Linked DNA regions of Sus scrofa: region 1 is linked to region 2. Evidence: chromatin contacts called from public promoter capture Hi-C data. All regions are on one chromosome and are shown on one strand. Each heading gives the region's core, a stretch centred on a gene start, on an enhancer-like site or on the middle of the called end of the contact. The rest is flanking DNA. Distances are from core to core; before and after follow the strand shown.

Region 1 (7,790 bases), core at 804-3,303, 260 kb before region 2:
GTGCAGGAGCAGAGGGACCCTTTCTCCTAATGCTTTCTGTTGGTATCTGAGCAGCACCCGGCCCTGCCACTCCGAATCGAGCACCCGCTTTTCCCAGCCCGCCCACCTACAGAGTCCCAGAAACCACCCCCAGCCCCCAAGTCTCTATTTCAACGTTCACCTGCCGCGTTAGTCTTCCCTCCCGCTTCGTGTTTACTGTACAAACAGAGGCAAAGGAAATCTCTTTGAAAAGAAGAACAGATCACCTGCTCTCCCAGCTCCCTGACATTGAAACTATTTTAAGCTCTCCCTGTAATCCTTAGTTCCATGCCTGTCCGTTTACCTTGCTGGACTGAGGCCCACCCGGGAGCAAGCCCCAGGGCCAGACCTCTGCAAGCAGAACTTAGCTGCCTCAGAGAGGCGGGCTTAAAGCAAACGCCAGAACCTCTCCACCACCCCCCACTTCAAGCTTTCAATGACTTCCCATCGCACTCAGAATAAACCCCAGCTTCCTGTGGCCCTCCGGCTCTGCAGGACCACGACCGCTATGGACTCAGCGGACGCCATCCACCCTGGCCCACTCTCCTTCCTCCACCAGGCTCTTTCTCACCATTCCTCCCATGGCTGGCTTCTTCTCACCCTTCCTGCCTTAGCTTAAATGTCACTTCCTTCCAGGAGCCTTCGTGAACCACCGGATGGACGTTAACCCCACCTCTAGGTTCATCTCCATTTTCAGGCTAGCCTCATGTGTGTTCTTCAGCGCAATTTTTATTTTATTTTATTTTATTTTTTTGGTGGTTGCACCCATGGGACGCAGAAGTTCACAGGCCAGGGATCAAATCTATGCCACAGCTGTAATCAGAACCACAGCAGTGACAATGCTGGATCCTTAACCCGCTGAGCCACCAGGGAACTCCCCCAATGCACTTATTAAAAGCTGCATCGCCCTTGCATGTCTGTCTGCTTGCTGGCTGTCTCCCTCATGAAACTGTAAGCACCACAGAGGAAGGGAAATGCTGCTGTGTTCACCACTGCGGTTTCAGCAGCTGGACACTGCACATGGGACGCGCCCAGGAAATACTGCCCAGAGAATAAAAGCCAGACTTCTGCTGCAGGCTACTTTGATGTGCGATGGCCCCAGAGGGGGTCCCCAGAGGTCAGTTCCTTGGCCATTTATTGGAAGACCTTTCTTCCCAGTCCTTTCAAATAATGTTTCACTGCAGACTAGGGCTGGTATCATCTCTGAAGCAAGTCCTTCATCAGGCTTGCTGCCCTTCTAGGGATTCGAGGTGCCCACCACCACCTGGTTCAGCTCTTCCTCTGGGCTCCACCTGCTGGGGTTTCCCCAGGCCCCACCCAGCCCTTGGCAGCATCACCCCTAGTAAGGGAAGAGCTCTGGCCAGCCACGAGAGGAAGCGCCGAGGAAGCGCCGGCGGAAACCCGAGGGAGGGGCGCGCCTCTGGCCGAGGAGCTCCCCTTCTCCAGCAGACACACCCAGACTAGCCGAGGCCAAGGCAGAAAAGGGCATCTCTCTCACACCCAGGCCCAGGGCACGGGCGATCTGGGCGTCAGGAAGGAGGAGCCGTGGCTTCGGGTCGAGGCCGACCGGAAGCCGGGAAAGCAGGCTGCCTCGTAGGCCTCAGGCCTCAGCCCCGCCAGGCGGGCTGCACCGCCTCGGGGGTCCCTGGGGCAAGGCATCCGGGCCAGCAGACCGCGAGGCTCATTCAGAATGTAGAGTGTCCCAAGAACGCCAGGCTCTGACTGCCGGGCGGCAACCGGACGGCCCAGACGCTGGCCCGGGCCTGAAGGGGGCGCCCCGGGTCAGGCAGGCTCCGGGGGTCCCTTGCAGGGCCAGGGGAGGGGGAGCCGCCAGGCAAGGGGCGACAGCATCCAGGCTCACCTCCCGGCGGGGCGGCCGAGCTTCCGTGTGCCGAAACTTGGACACCTTGAAGCGGTTCATGGCTGCTAGGACCGCGGCGGGCGCAGCTTCGAGGACTCGGGCGTAGGCTCTCAGGTGCACTGCAAGCAGCCGCGACTCCCGCCGCCTCCGGCCCCACCCGCAGCCAGACGCTCGCGGCCACGCCCGGACGAGCCCCAGGCCAATCGCAGCCCACTCCGGCCCGCCGGACCACGCCCCCAGCCTCTCTCCCTCCGCGCGCAGGCCGAAGGCCCCGCCCATCTACCAATCGCCGCTCGGCTGCCTCCCGCGGCCACGCCCCAGTACCCAAAGACTTGCGGCGCGGGCGGGGAGGTCACGTGCGGCGCGCTGTCCGCCCCCGGCCCAGCAGGGCGTACCGGAATGGGGGCTGCAGCTGTGAGTTTGTGTGCAGCGATTTGCACCGGGAGGCTTTCGAGTGTGTGTGCGGGGCATGCCCTTCCCAGGGAGGAGAGGGCAAAAATGAATTAGCTACATTTCAGAGAAGGCTTTTAGGGAGAGAGGCACCGTTGGCCCAGGTCACACTTGAACGTGGCAGCGAAGGGGAGCCCAGGTCTGATGCACATCCTTGTCTGTGGGGCCTAGTCTAAAGGCTCCGCATACCACCCACTCTTAGATCAGGCGGTCTCGGTGAGAGCGGGGATGGGGCCTTCAGCGTCCCCTTATTAGGGCAAGTCTTTGCTGCAGGCCTTGGGCTTGATGGGGCTAGCCTCCTCGCAGGAAATCAGTCAATTACAGATAAGCAGAAAGAGCGAAAGATAAGGGCTGTGGAGAATCTCTTAAATAGCAGATATGCCCAACCGGCGCTGCTTGCTTTGTCCCTGGACAAATCTGAAGAGAAGACAGCAAGTTCATTCCACCTGGGGCCATTTGTTCCACAATCATTTCTCATCACTTTGAAAACTGACTCTGTGACTCCAGAATGTGCTTTCTGCTGAGAACAGACAGAAAACACCTGCTCGGGCGTGTCTGGAAAAGGGACTTTGATCCGAGGAATGCAAATGATTGGTCTCAATGGCCAGCTGCTGTGAAAATTCACCTTCTTCAGCTTGCTGCAGAAAACAGCCTCAACCCAGGCAGTGTACCTAGAGGGCAATTCTGAAGGTTTGGCCTGGTGGTGAGCGCGAATGGGCCCCAAAATGCAAGGTCTTTTCTCCAGGTAAACTGGGACGACACAGAGGCCACTTATTTGAGTGAAGAGCGACTTTGATCTCTGTAAGTTTAAAAAGAGATGTCAGCAGAGGTGACTGAGGCCTGTGATTTGGAATTGTAAGCAGTCTGGCAGCCACTGAGTGCAGCATCCTCTTCAGACTGGAACTCCAGCAGCTTTGGAAAAGGCACCATCAGTGTGGTCTTGAGGTGGTTATGGTGTTCAATTACTGCAGATAATGCTTTTGGTCTGTTTGTTTGTTTGTTTTCCTAATTGTGGCCAAAAAAAAAAAAACCATAAAATTATTTTAACTTTTTTTTTTTTCTTTTTTAATGGCTGCACCTGCAGCATATGGAAGTTCCTGGGCCAGGGATCAAATCCAAGCCACAGCTGCAACCTACAGGGATCCTGCAATGTTAGATCCTTAACCCACTGCTCTGGGCCTAGGACTGAACTGGTGCCTTCACAGAGACAAGCCAGGTCATTAACCCACTCTGCCACAGTGCAGAGATGCTGATGATCCTGTTGTGCCACAGCAGAAACTCCTACAGATATGTTTTAAAAATTGGAAAGCTTTGGAGTTCCCACTGTGGCTCAGTGGGTTAAGAACCTGACTGGTATCCATGAGGATGTGGGTTGGATCTCTGGCCTTGCTCAGCTGGTTAAGGATCCAGCATTGCCATGAGCTGTAGCATAGTTTGTACGTGCAGCTTGGATCAGGCCTTGCTGTGGCTGTGGTATAGGCCATCAGCTGCAGCTCTGATTCAACCCTTTTGCTGGGAACTTCCACTTCTACAGCTGCAGCCTTAAAAGGAAAAAAATTATTTTTTTTAATTGGGAAGCTTCGGAGTCCCATCGTGGTACGGCGGAAACAAATCCAACTAAGAACCATGAGGTTGCAGGTTCGATCCCTGGCCTTGCTCAGTGGGTTAAGGATCCAGTGTTGCCATGAGCTGTGGTGTAGGTCGCAGGTGTGGCTTGGATCTGGCGTTGCTGTGGCTGTGGCATAGACCGGCAGCTGTAGCTCCGATTAAACCCCCAGCCTGGGAACCTCCATATGCTGTGGGTGAGGCCCTAAAAAGAAAAAAGAAAAAAAAATGGGAAGCTCCCCTTCACGGCTCAGCAGTTAACAAGCCCGGATAATATTCATGAAGATGCAGGTTCAATCCCTGGCCTTGCTCAGTGGGTTAAGGATCTGGCATGTGGTGAACTGTGGTGTAGGTCGCAGATGCGGCTCGGATCCTGTGTTGCTGTGGCTGTGGCGTAGGCTGGCAGCTGTAGCTCTGATACAACCCCTAGCCTGGGAACTGCATATGCCACAGATGCAGCCCTAAAAAAGCAAACAAAAATAAAAATGAAAAACTGGGAAGCTTCAAGGAAGTTTGGATTTCAACATCTCTTGCAAAATGGAAGGATGCAGCAACACTACATCTCCACATAGCTCACAGGGGCTGGCGGAGTTCCCTGGTGGCTGGCAGTTATTCAGCATTGTCACTTCTGCGCTGTTCGTTCAATCCCTGGCCTGGAAAGTTCCGCATGCCAAGGGCATGGCCAAAAAAAAAAAAGATGACACTTCTCTACTCTGAAAGTCAGATCAAAATGTGGATCAAATTTCAGTAAAGGGAGTGTCTTGTTAGTTTGGTGCCTGGAGGGATGATTTCGATTTCTCAGGTCCTATTTCCAAGGGTAATTAATAATGAACAAGAGGAGTTCCCTAGTGGCTCAGTGGGTTAAGGATCCTGCAGTCTTACTGACTTGGCTCAGGTCAGTGCTGTGGCCCCTGCTTGAGCCCTGGACCCAGAACTTCTGCATGCTTCAGGTGTGGCCAAAATAGTTAAAATTAGGAGTTCCCATCATGGCGCAGCAGAAATGAATCCGACTAGGAACCATGAGGTCACGGGTTCGATCCCTGGCCTCGCTCAGTGGGTCTAGGATTCGGTATTGCCGCGAGCTGTGGTATAGGTCACAGACGTGGCTCAGATCTGGCATTCCTGTGGCTGTGGTGCGGAGTGGCACTACAGCTCCAATTGGACCCCTAGCCGGGGAACCTCCATCTGCTGCAGGTATAGCCCTAAAGAGACAAACAAACAAACAAAAAAAAATTTTTAAATAGCATAATAGCAAATAAGAATTTGGGAGTCCAATATAGTGAAGTCCTCATTCAAGAAAACTCGAAACACTTCCTGTAACTTAAGGAAGGGACATCAGCAGAAAGAAAAACGAGCAAGAAGAAAGCAAAAAATCCACACCTGAAAAAACTGAAGAGCCTTAGGATGATGTGTCTTTATTTTAACTGTGATGCCAAAGAAAAGAAGTTTCCAGGAGTTCCCATCATGGCTCAGCGGAAATGAATCTGACTAACATCCATGAGGACGCAGGTGCAATCCCTGGCCTCTCTCAGTGGGTTAAGGATCCAGCGTTGCCATAAGCTGTGGTGTAGGTTATAGACGCGGCTTGGATCTGGCGTTTCTGTGGCTGTGGTGTAGGCTGGTAGCTACAGCTCCGATTCGACCCCTAGCCTGGGAACCTCCATATGCTGCAGGTGTGCCCCTAAAAAGACAAAAATTAAAGAAAGAAGGAAGAGAAGTTTCCAGAGTTCCCTCATGGCTCAGTGGGTTAAGGATCTGGTGTTTTCACAGCTGTGGCTCTGGTTACAGCTGTGGCATGGGATTGATCCCTGGCCTGGGAACTTCTGCATGCCTCGGGCAAGGCTAAAAACAACAACAACAAAAAGTTTCCAACATGATGTTCACTTAATCTTTCGTCAGGTCAGTTGTTTCCATTAATGAGAATTTTTACAAGCTGGACCCAGCTTCACTGCCGACAACAAATTTAGATCTAGTTATCTGCCCCTGAAATGGTTGTTTATTAAAACACACATTGAAAACATTTTTAGGGAGTCCCCGTCATGGTGCAGCGGAAACGAATGCGACTGGGAACCATGAGGTTGTGGGTTCGATCCCTGCCCTTGTTCAGTGGGTTAACGATCCGGTGTTGCCGTGAGCTATGGTGTAGGTTGCAGACGCGGCTCGGATCCTGTGTTGCTGTGGCTCTGGCGTAGGCTGGCGGCTACAGCTCCGATTGGACCCCTAGCCTGGGAACCTCCATATGCTGCAGGAGCGGCCCAAGAAAAGGCAAAAAAAAAAAAAAAAAAAAAAAAAAAAAAAAAAAAGAACCCAACTAGTATCCATGAGGATGTGTGTTCAATCCCTGGCCTCACTCTATGGGTTAAGGATCTGGCTTTGCCATGAACTGCATTGTGGGCCTCAGCTGCAGCTCCATTTCCACCCCTAGCCTGGGAACTTCCCTATGCTGCAGGTGTGATAGAAAAAAAACATTTTTAGGGAGTTTCCTTGTGGTGCAGAGGGTTGAGGATCTGGTGCTGTCACTGCAGCAGCTCAGGTTGCTGTCCTAGCACCACAGGTTTGATCCCTGGCCTGGGAACTTCTGCATGCCATGTGTGTGGCCAAAAAATATATATATATACATAATTTTTTTGTGTATTTATATATAAGCCCTGCCTTGTTTATTTCAGGAGATGGTACGGAAGGGCAAGTGTAGTTATCTCAGCACAGGAGCAATTAAACAACAAAATACATTTCAAAAATTGGGAAAAACATGACAGTTCACTTTGTGTTATTTTGTTGTTTATGGGGGCGGACATGTGTATTCTGGGGCTCTTAAGTTTTACTACATCCAGTCCTTTATTTTGAATTTTCCAATTAACTGGCAAAATCTTTTAAAAGAAGCACAAAATTTTGAGTTCTCTTGTGATGCAGCGGGTTAAGAATTCTGTGCTGTCACTGTAGCAGCCTGTGTCACTGCTGTGGCACAGGTTCCATCCCTGACCCAGGAATTTTTATATGCTGCAGGTGCAGCCAGAAAAAAAAAAGGATATTTATTGTCCCCAGACCACCATCAACTCAAGATGATTCAGGAGGCACAGACCAAGAATCACTACTGTGATGTCCCAAGTTTGTAATTACAATTACTAAATTGTTTTACTAAATTGTTTTTCTGTGGTGACAGCAGTGAGAGAAACACACACAGGCCAAAGCCACTCTCACTAGGGAGTCTTGCCAGAAGCTTCATGTGTTCTGTCCAGGGCAGTTTTCTCCTCTTTTTTTGTCTTTTTGTCTTTTTAGGGCTGCACCCGTGGCATATGGAGGTTCCCAGGCTAGGAGTTGAATCGGAGCTACAGCTGCTGGCCTACACCACAGCCATAGCAACAAGGGATCTGAGCTATGTCTGCGACCTACACACAGGTCACGGCAAGGCTGGATACTTAACCCACTGAGCGCAACCAGGGATTGAAATCAAAATTTCATCATTCCTGGTTGGATTCGTTTTTGCTGTGCCACAACGGGAACTCCGGTTTTCCCCTCCTTTAATAGCGACGCTGACTCACTCCATTCCCTCAGGACTCTCTGCTTCATAGGAGGAAATAGGGGCCCCCCAGCAATTGGCCTTCCTGCTACCCCCTAAAACAAGAACAATCTCCTATTCAATGTGGAGGATCTTGACTCTTAATCACTGTGGGGAAATAGATGGGGGACTAAAATGCCAACAAATGAGGAAGTTACCAAGCTGAGCTGAGCAAGTTTTCATATTAGTGAGCGCTCCTGTAGTTCCTAACTGACTCTGAGATGTAAATGGCCGTCCCTTGGGCTCTGTTTTCAGCTTTATTCCTGAAAGCTCCTACGTCTCAACCAGCATCCTCCTCCC
Region 2 (6,744 bases), core at 2,833-5,332:
GGCGCCCAGCATAAACCCTCACTGAGAGGAGCGAAGGCCACGCCAGCCACGTGCTACATGGCTAGAGCGGTGGGCAAGGCCCCGCGAGCCCCTGATGGCCTGGACCTGGTCGGGAGCTCCCAACTCCACAGGGGAGGAAGGCTGCTCGAGCTGTCTTACCGCTGCACGCATTCCTTCACCACTTCATACTGGCCGACGGAAGCGGCTGTGTGGAGGTCCAGGGGGACGGCCAGCTCCTCCCGGCTGACCTGCGCGCCCAGCCCGTGCCACATGGACAGGCTGCGGTTCAGGAGCTCCGGTTCGCTGGCTTCATCGCTGAGCTCCGACATCGCCGCAGCGGAGGTAGGGCTGGTGAGGCCTTTCCTTCCTGGCTGTTTTGGGAAGTGAGAGGGGATGGTCACACCCCTGCCCACCTTCACTGCCCTGGCCGACTGCTGCCCAATGCCCTGACTCCTGGGGCTGACCAGACAACTTCATTAACGAGCGCACGGTGTGGGCAGCTCCATCGTGCTCACACTGGTGAGCTTGCTGCTGGACAGGAAAAGAGGAGCACTATCCTGAGTCATCAGCTGTGGTGTGTATTTTCCTTCATGATGCCCTAGGCCCCACATTCTAGAAAGGGAATCCCCCAGGAACTCAAGGAGCCCAATCGCCTCTCAGATGGGCACCAGAGATAGGGTAATTGGGTCAGTGGACCAAATCAGCTCTCAGGGTCAGTGGGAGAGACCCTGGACTTGGAATTTGATCAAAAATGATCTCAGGAGTTCCCGTCGTGGGGCAGTGGTTAACGAATCCAACTAGGAACCATGAGGTTGCGGGTTCGGTCCCTGCCCTTGCTCAGTGGGTTAACGATCCGGTGTTGCCGTGAGCCGTGGTGTAGATTGCAGACGCGGCTCGGATCCCGAGTTGCTGTGGCTCTGGCGTAGGCTGGCAGCTACAGCTCCGATTCGACCCCTAGCCTGGGAACCTCCATATGCTGCGGGAGTGGCCCAAGAAATGGCAAAAAGACCAAAAAAAAAAAAAAAAAAAAAAAAAATCTCTGCCACTTAGCTCCAACTCCCAGTTTCTGTCTAAAGGGGACATACTATCTCAAAGGACTGCAGTTAAAAACACGTGGAGGAGTTCCCGTCGTGGCGCAGTGGTTAACGAATCCGACTAGGAACCATGAGGTTGCGGGTTCGGTCCCTGCCCTTGCTCAGTGGGTTAACGATCCGGCGTTGCTGCGAGCTGCGGTGTAGGTTGCAGACGCTGCTCGGATCCTGCGTTGCTGTGCCTCTGGCGTAGGCCGGTGGCTACAGCTCCGATTCAACCCCTAGCCTGGGAACCTCCATATGCCGCGGGAGCGGCCCAAGAAATAGCAACAACAACAACAAAAGACAAAAAGACAAAAGACAAAAAAAAAAAAAAAAAAAAAACACGTGGATGGGGAATTCCCGTCGTGGCTCAGCAGTTAACGAACCCGACTAGTATTCATGAGGATGCAGGTTCAATCCCCGGCCTGGCTGAGTGGGTTCAGGATCCGGCGTTGCCATGAGCTATGGTGTAGGTCACAGACCAGGCTCAGATCTGGTGTTGCTGTGGTGTAGGCTGGCGGCTTCAGCTCTGATTTGACCCCAAGCCTAGGAACTTCCATATGCTTCGGGTGCAGCCCTAAAAAAAGACAAAAAAAAAAACCAACAACAACAACAAAAACCCACATGGAACAATGGATAAACAAACAGGGGCACATCCATACAAGGGAATGCCACTCCACCACAAGCAGCAGCAGTGAACAGTTTTGATGTAAACAACACATGAACGAATTTCAAACACATTAGGCTAAGTGGATGCCAGATTCAAAACACTGCTTCCTGTAATGATCCCATTTACAGGACTTTCGAAAAGATAAAACTAAAAGGTTGGAGGACTGATCAGTGGTAATCAGGGTTAGGGGTCAGGGTGGCACATAGGGAGAGCAAGAGGGAACCTGGGGGTGGTAGACTTCTCCTACATCCTGACTGGTGAACTCATGACTACACGTTTATCAAAACTCACAGACCTCAACACCAAAATGAGTGAATTTACGGTGCATAAATTTTTAAAACAAATTTTGAAAAAAAAAAAAAAAAAGCCCCAGGACAGAAACCAGGATGGGACTGGTGTATAGGAAAGGCCAACTGACTAGGAATCCACCAGCATTCCCTTGAAACTGGGAGAGATGACGGGGACGGGCTAGACTAGTAAATGTGTGGGGTGACACCTTCCCCGAGATGGGACACCAGGATGAAGACTTCGAGGAATCCTAACTCATCAAACCCACGTCATCAGCTTCCTAGTAGAACTCTTATCCCCGGAGAGACATCTGTCTCCTTTTCTCTTCTGGGTGGAGGGAAGAACAAGGACAAAAGTGTGGAAAAGGAAGAGAAGGAAAAAAAAGAAAACCCCTTCCAGTTCAGGGGACCCGAAAGTACAGGTGCACAGGCGCCATGAGCACCTCTGTCACTACTAAAGAATGCTTCCAAGCACGAGGGGACAGCCAAGATGGCCAAATAACAAACAAGCCACCAGCTAGGGGAACAGTCCGGCAGCCCTTGGCCAGAGTATGTGTAATCAAGTTCAGAGCAAAGCCTGCTTCCTGGATCCTCCACACCACACCGGTGGGCGAGAGAGCAACCAGCTCTCTCGCTCTGCAGGTGGGAACCCCCAACCTGAACAGTCCTGGCCACAGAGCCTGGATAAGGATCCAAAGCTGAGCATCAGTTCAGTTCTCCTTTCACTGGATCCCTCAAACCTTCTTTGGGTGTGTCTCTTCTACTCTGCATACGCCTTCCAGGGTGAGACCCAGGTTTTATTGGAGACTCACCTGTCTGACACCTTTCCCATCGCTAAGAGGCAATGAGAACCAGACCCCCACTCAAGGAGCCCGAGGAGGGAGAACTGGGAGGCTAAGAGAGCATAAAGCTACTACTACTTCCTTTCTCACCCTGCCACACGCCAGCTGCTCTACAATGATGGGGTATTGGTTATGAACAAAATTATATTCAAGCATGTACCACGGTATACTTGAAGAAAATCTACACATCGCTTCCAAAACTAATTTGAAGGAAGTAGCACTGTAAATACTACATTTTAATTCTCGTTCTACCTTTGTGTCCTATCCATCCTGCAAAATGCTAAATTATGTTTGTTTGTTTGTTTTTAATTTTACGGCCGCACCTGCGGCATATGGACGTTCCCGGCCCAGTGACTGAATCCCAGACGCAGCTGTGGCAACGCGGGATCCTTCAACGCACTGCGCCACAGCGGGAACTCCAATATCCGTTACTTCTGAAATAAGCAAAAAAAATCAACAACAAAATGACGCTGGTGATAACTGTCACGCTCGCAGGGAGGAGTTCTGGAAAAGCCCGAGGGCACCCGGTCCCGCCCCGGGGCATAGGTCCTCCGCGGGGCCGGGTATCCAATCTCGTTCTCAGACCCTGGGGAAGGAACCTAGGGAATAACCGGAGCATCTACAGCACTGACATCCCTTGGCGCCTCCTCCCAGAAACCCTACTCGGCACTTGGCTTTATCCTCCCCGTTCTCCAGCTGCAAAGCGGAAGCTCAGAGTCTGAAACTCCTGCAGCGAGCCAGCCACACCGCTGGGACGCCCCGCGGGTGGGCAGCAGGTGCGGGCACCAGGCAGGGCAGGGCCGCCGCGGAACCTACCTGCTCTGGGCCTCGGGCCCTGGGCCGTCCTGGGGCTGCCGCCAACCCGCGTCCGCTCGCCGCGGCGCTTCCCCAGCTGCGCCCGCCGGAGGAACCCTCCACGCGGGCCGCCGCCACAGCCTCCAAATCCCGCCGCCCTGCTCCCGCCCCGGAAGTGGTTGCGGGAGGCGCGGAGCACGCCGGGACGCTCGCGGGTCTGCGGGGGAGTTCCAGGGGCTGTGGAGTTCGTCATTCCCGCTCCCGGACCTTCCGGTCAGCTCGCCCAGCTCATTGTGTGACGCCAGGGGCAGCCAATGATCAGGGGGGAGTAGCCTTGCCCCGCCCCCCCACTGGCCAGGAGAACCAATCTTGTTTCAGGATAGGCAGGACGCGCCAAGTCCCGGAGGAGGAGCGGGGGAGGTTGGGAAACGGTTGGCAGTCCAGTAACGTAAGACTGCTGAGCGGAGATACGAAGGCGGCGAAAGCCCCTGTAATTGCCCTGCGATCCGAGGGGGAGAATAAGACAGGAGGGCTGCGATCGAGGCTGTTTATAGCCCTGTTGCGACTGCGCTGGGAGGGGAGGCTGAGGCTTAGGTCGGTGGTGAGTGGCCTCGGGCCTACCGCAGCTGCAGAGATAAATGTTGAGAGTTGGACGGAGCGGGCGAGAAAGAGGGGCTGGGAGTCGGTGGGAGGACGCGAGAAAGGTTTTCAGGTTTCCGAGCTTTAAAATTTAAAAACTCGGAGTTCCCGTCGTGGCGCAGTGGTTAACGAATCCGACTAGGAACCATGAGGTTGCGGGTTCGATCCCTGCCCTTGCTCAGTGGGTTAACGATCTGGCGTTGCCGTGAGCTGTGGTGTAGGTCGCAGACACGGCTCGGATCCTGCGTTGCTGTGGCTCTGGCGTAGGCTGGCAGCTATAGCTCCGATTCGACCCCTAGCCTGGGAACCTCCATATGCCGCGAGAGTGGCCCACGAAATAGCACAAAGACCAAAAAAATTAAAAAAATAAAAAAAAATAAAATTTAAAAACCCGACCTAGGAGGACGTTGGCGTCTAGTTGTCATAACAACTAGCCCCAGGCAGTGGGAAGGGGTGGGGTTTGGGGCGGGGCTAACGGGCCGCCGCCAAGAAACGGACGCAGAGGCAGTCAGGATTCCCCCGGACTGGATCTGCTATTTCGCGTAGTGTTTTGACGTAATCCTTACCAGCTGGGTGAGCGGAGCTCCTCCCCCTGGCGTTCAGGACCCTTCCGATCTGGTCCGTTTGCACGTCATTTTCCAGTAACTGAAACCTTCCTCCCCCAACTTGTTGGCAATTTTCACTCCTCTGAGCTCTTACCTGCTCTTCCCGCAGGCTGCAATGCCTTTTCCTCCCCTAGTGCTTTATCCTCCTGGGGAACAGCAGTAGTAGTCACCTCTGGTAGTCCCTCTCACCCAGGTGATTTTGTTGCCCTCTGATCTGCTCCCCCAGCCAGAGAACACCCCGTGATCTATCTACCAGATGCATCCTCACTCTGCTCTTCCCAGGTCAGAGTGCACCAAGCTCCTGCCCCCGCTCCTGTGAACGCAGAAAGAGCAAGACACCCCCACTCACCTCTCCTGCTTCTTCCCTGTTGGGGGCCATTGCTGGGGCAGGAGTGTTCTTTTCCCACTGCATAGTTACAGAGGCCTCTCAGGCTGCAAGTACTCTCCAGACGCTGGCTCTGAAGAACCATCAAGCCACATCTCAAAGCCCCCTTGATCCTGAGAGACTGGGCCTTCTCCTGTTAGACTCTGGGATTAAAGAAAAAGGGGGGGTTGTATAAGGAGTTAAACTGAGTGTCAACTCCCCCCCCCCAAAAAGTGTCTTGGGGACTCCAAAGTGTCTCTAGTCTGTTCCTTTGTAAGGCAGCAGTAAAGGGCGGTTGAGCTTGAAATACCCTCTGACTTGGATACAAATTCTGTTTTTAGGGCCACAGCTGCAGCATATGGAGGTTCCCAGGCTAGGTAGGGGTTGAATCAGAGATACAGCTTCTGGTTTACACCACAGCCACAACAGTGTGGGATCTGAGCTGCATCTGCGACCTATAGCTCACGGCAACACCAGATCTTTAACCGAGTGAGGTTCATGGATACTACTCAGGTTCTTAACACGCTTAGCCACAATAGGAACTCCACAAATTCTGTTTTTGCTTTTACTAATAATATAACCTCTCTGAGCCTATAAAATGTAGACAATAATAGTGTCTTTGTTATATGGGATATATATAGTTTACACATATCTATACATCATCACATGTATCATTCTGTATATCATGTCCATATATCTACATATCAAGTACATATTACATATCATTACACATCAATGCATATATCTATATATTATCACACATCATCATATACATCTGCAGGTGCCATACTACACTACACACACACATGCACTCACAAAGCATGGCAGGCACAGTGCCTGGCACTCAGCAACAGAAACCTGCAGACCAGAAAGGAGATGGGGTGGGAGGTCTGCCAACCTGTTTTCATCCCCCGAGGGGTGGCATATGCTTTGAAAAGGCAGCCCCCTGAGCTTTTGACACTTTGTCCTCTCGCCTCATTCCCTTGTCCTACGGAAGGCTCCTTGGATGACAGCGTGCTGCGAAGCATCCCATGGGCCCGGCCCCCATGGCATTCCACAACAAAGACGTGGGACCCCTATCGCCCTCCCCCTGGGATGCCATCCTGGAGGCCGTCAGGGAGCAGCTCCCGTCTCTGGACTCTGATTCATCCTTGGTAGGCAACTGCCTTCTTCCTAGGTCTTCCTAGGCCCCCACTGCACTGTCCAGGCTGACCAAGGACAGCTTTGGAGCTTGTTGGCTCAATGTCACATAAGTAAAGCCCCAGGGCTCCCTGTCGTAGGAGGGGATGGGAAGAGTCTGCTCTTTCAGTCATCCTCACTGCCCTGCTCATTCAGTGCCAGGCATAAACTAAGCAACTGTTGTCCCCTAGGTCTTAGGGGTGACAGGTATGTGCAGAACGGGGACCCCTGGGTCTCACCTCCACCAGATGGTGCTGCTGAGCCTCATCCTAAGTCAGCGGCAGGAACCA

Evidence for each region. Promoter capture Hi-C pulls out the DNA fragments that hold promoters and counts their contacts.
Region 1: a contact with region 2 is called in a promoter capture Hi-C map of liver, with 2.6 times the contacts expected there. The contact joins the promoter of LOC100513346 here to the promoter of C3H16orf71 in region 2.

Annotation. Positions count from the first base shown.
Region 1 is chr3:37,922,365-37,930,154 of Sscrofa11.1, reverse strand. LOC100513346 (coronin-7) reads right to left here and starts at 2,053. Exons shown (of 31, transcript XM_021086695.1): 1 at 1,880-2,053. The coding sequence starts at 1,939.
Region 2 is chr3:37,662,835-37,669,578 of Sscrofa11.1, reverse strand. C3H16orf71 reads left to right here and starts at 4,082. Exons shown (of 10, transcript XM_013995684.2): 1 at 4,082-4,157; 2 at 6,273-6,429. The coding sequence starts at 6,307. ANKS3 (ankyrin repeat and SAM domain-containing protein 3) reads right to left here and starts at 5,397. Exons shown (of 17, transcript XM_021086672.1): 1 at 5,261-5,397; 2 at 160-371. The coding sequence starts at 5,323.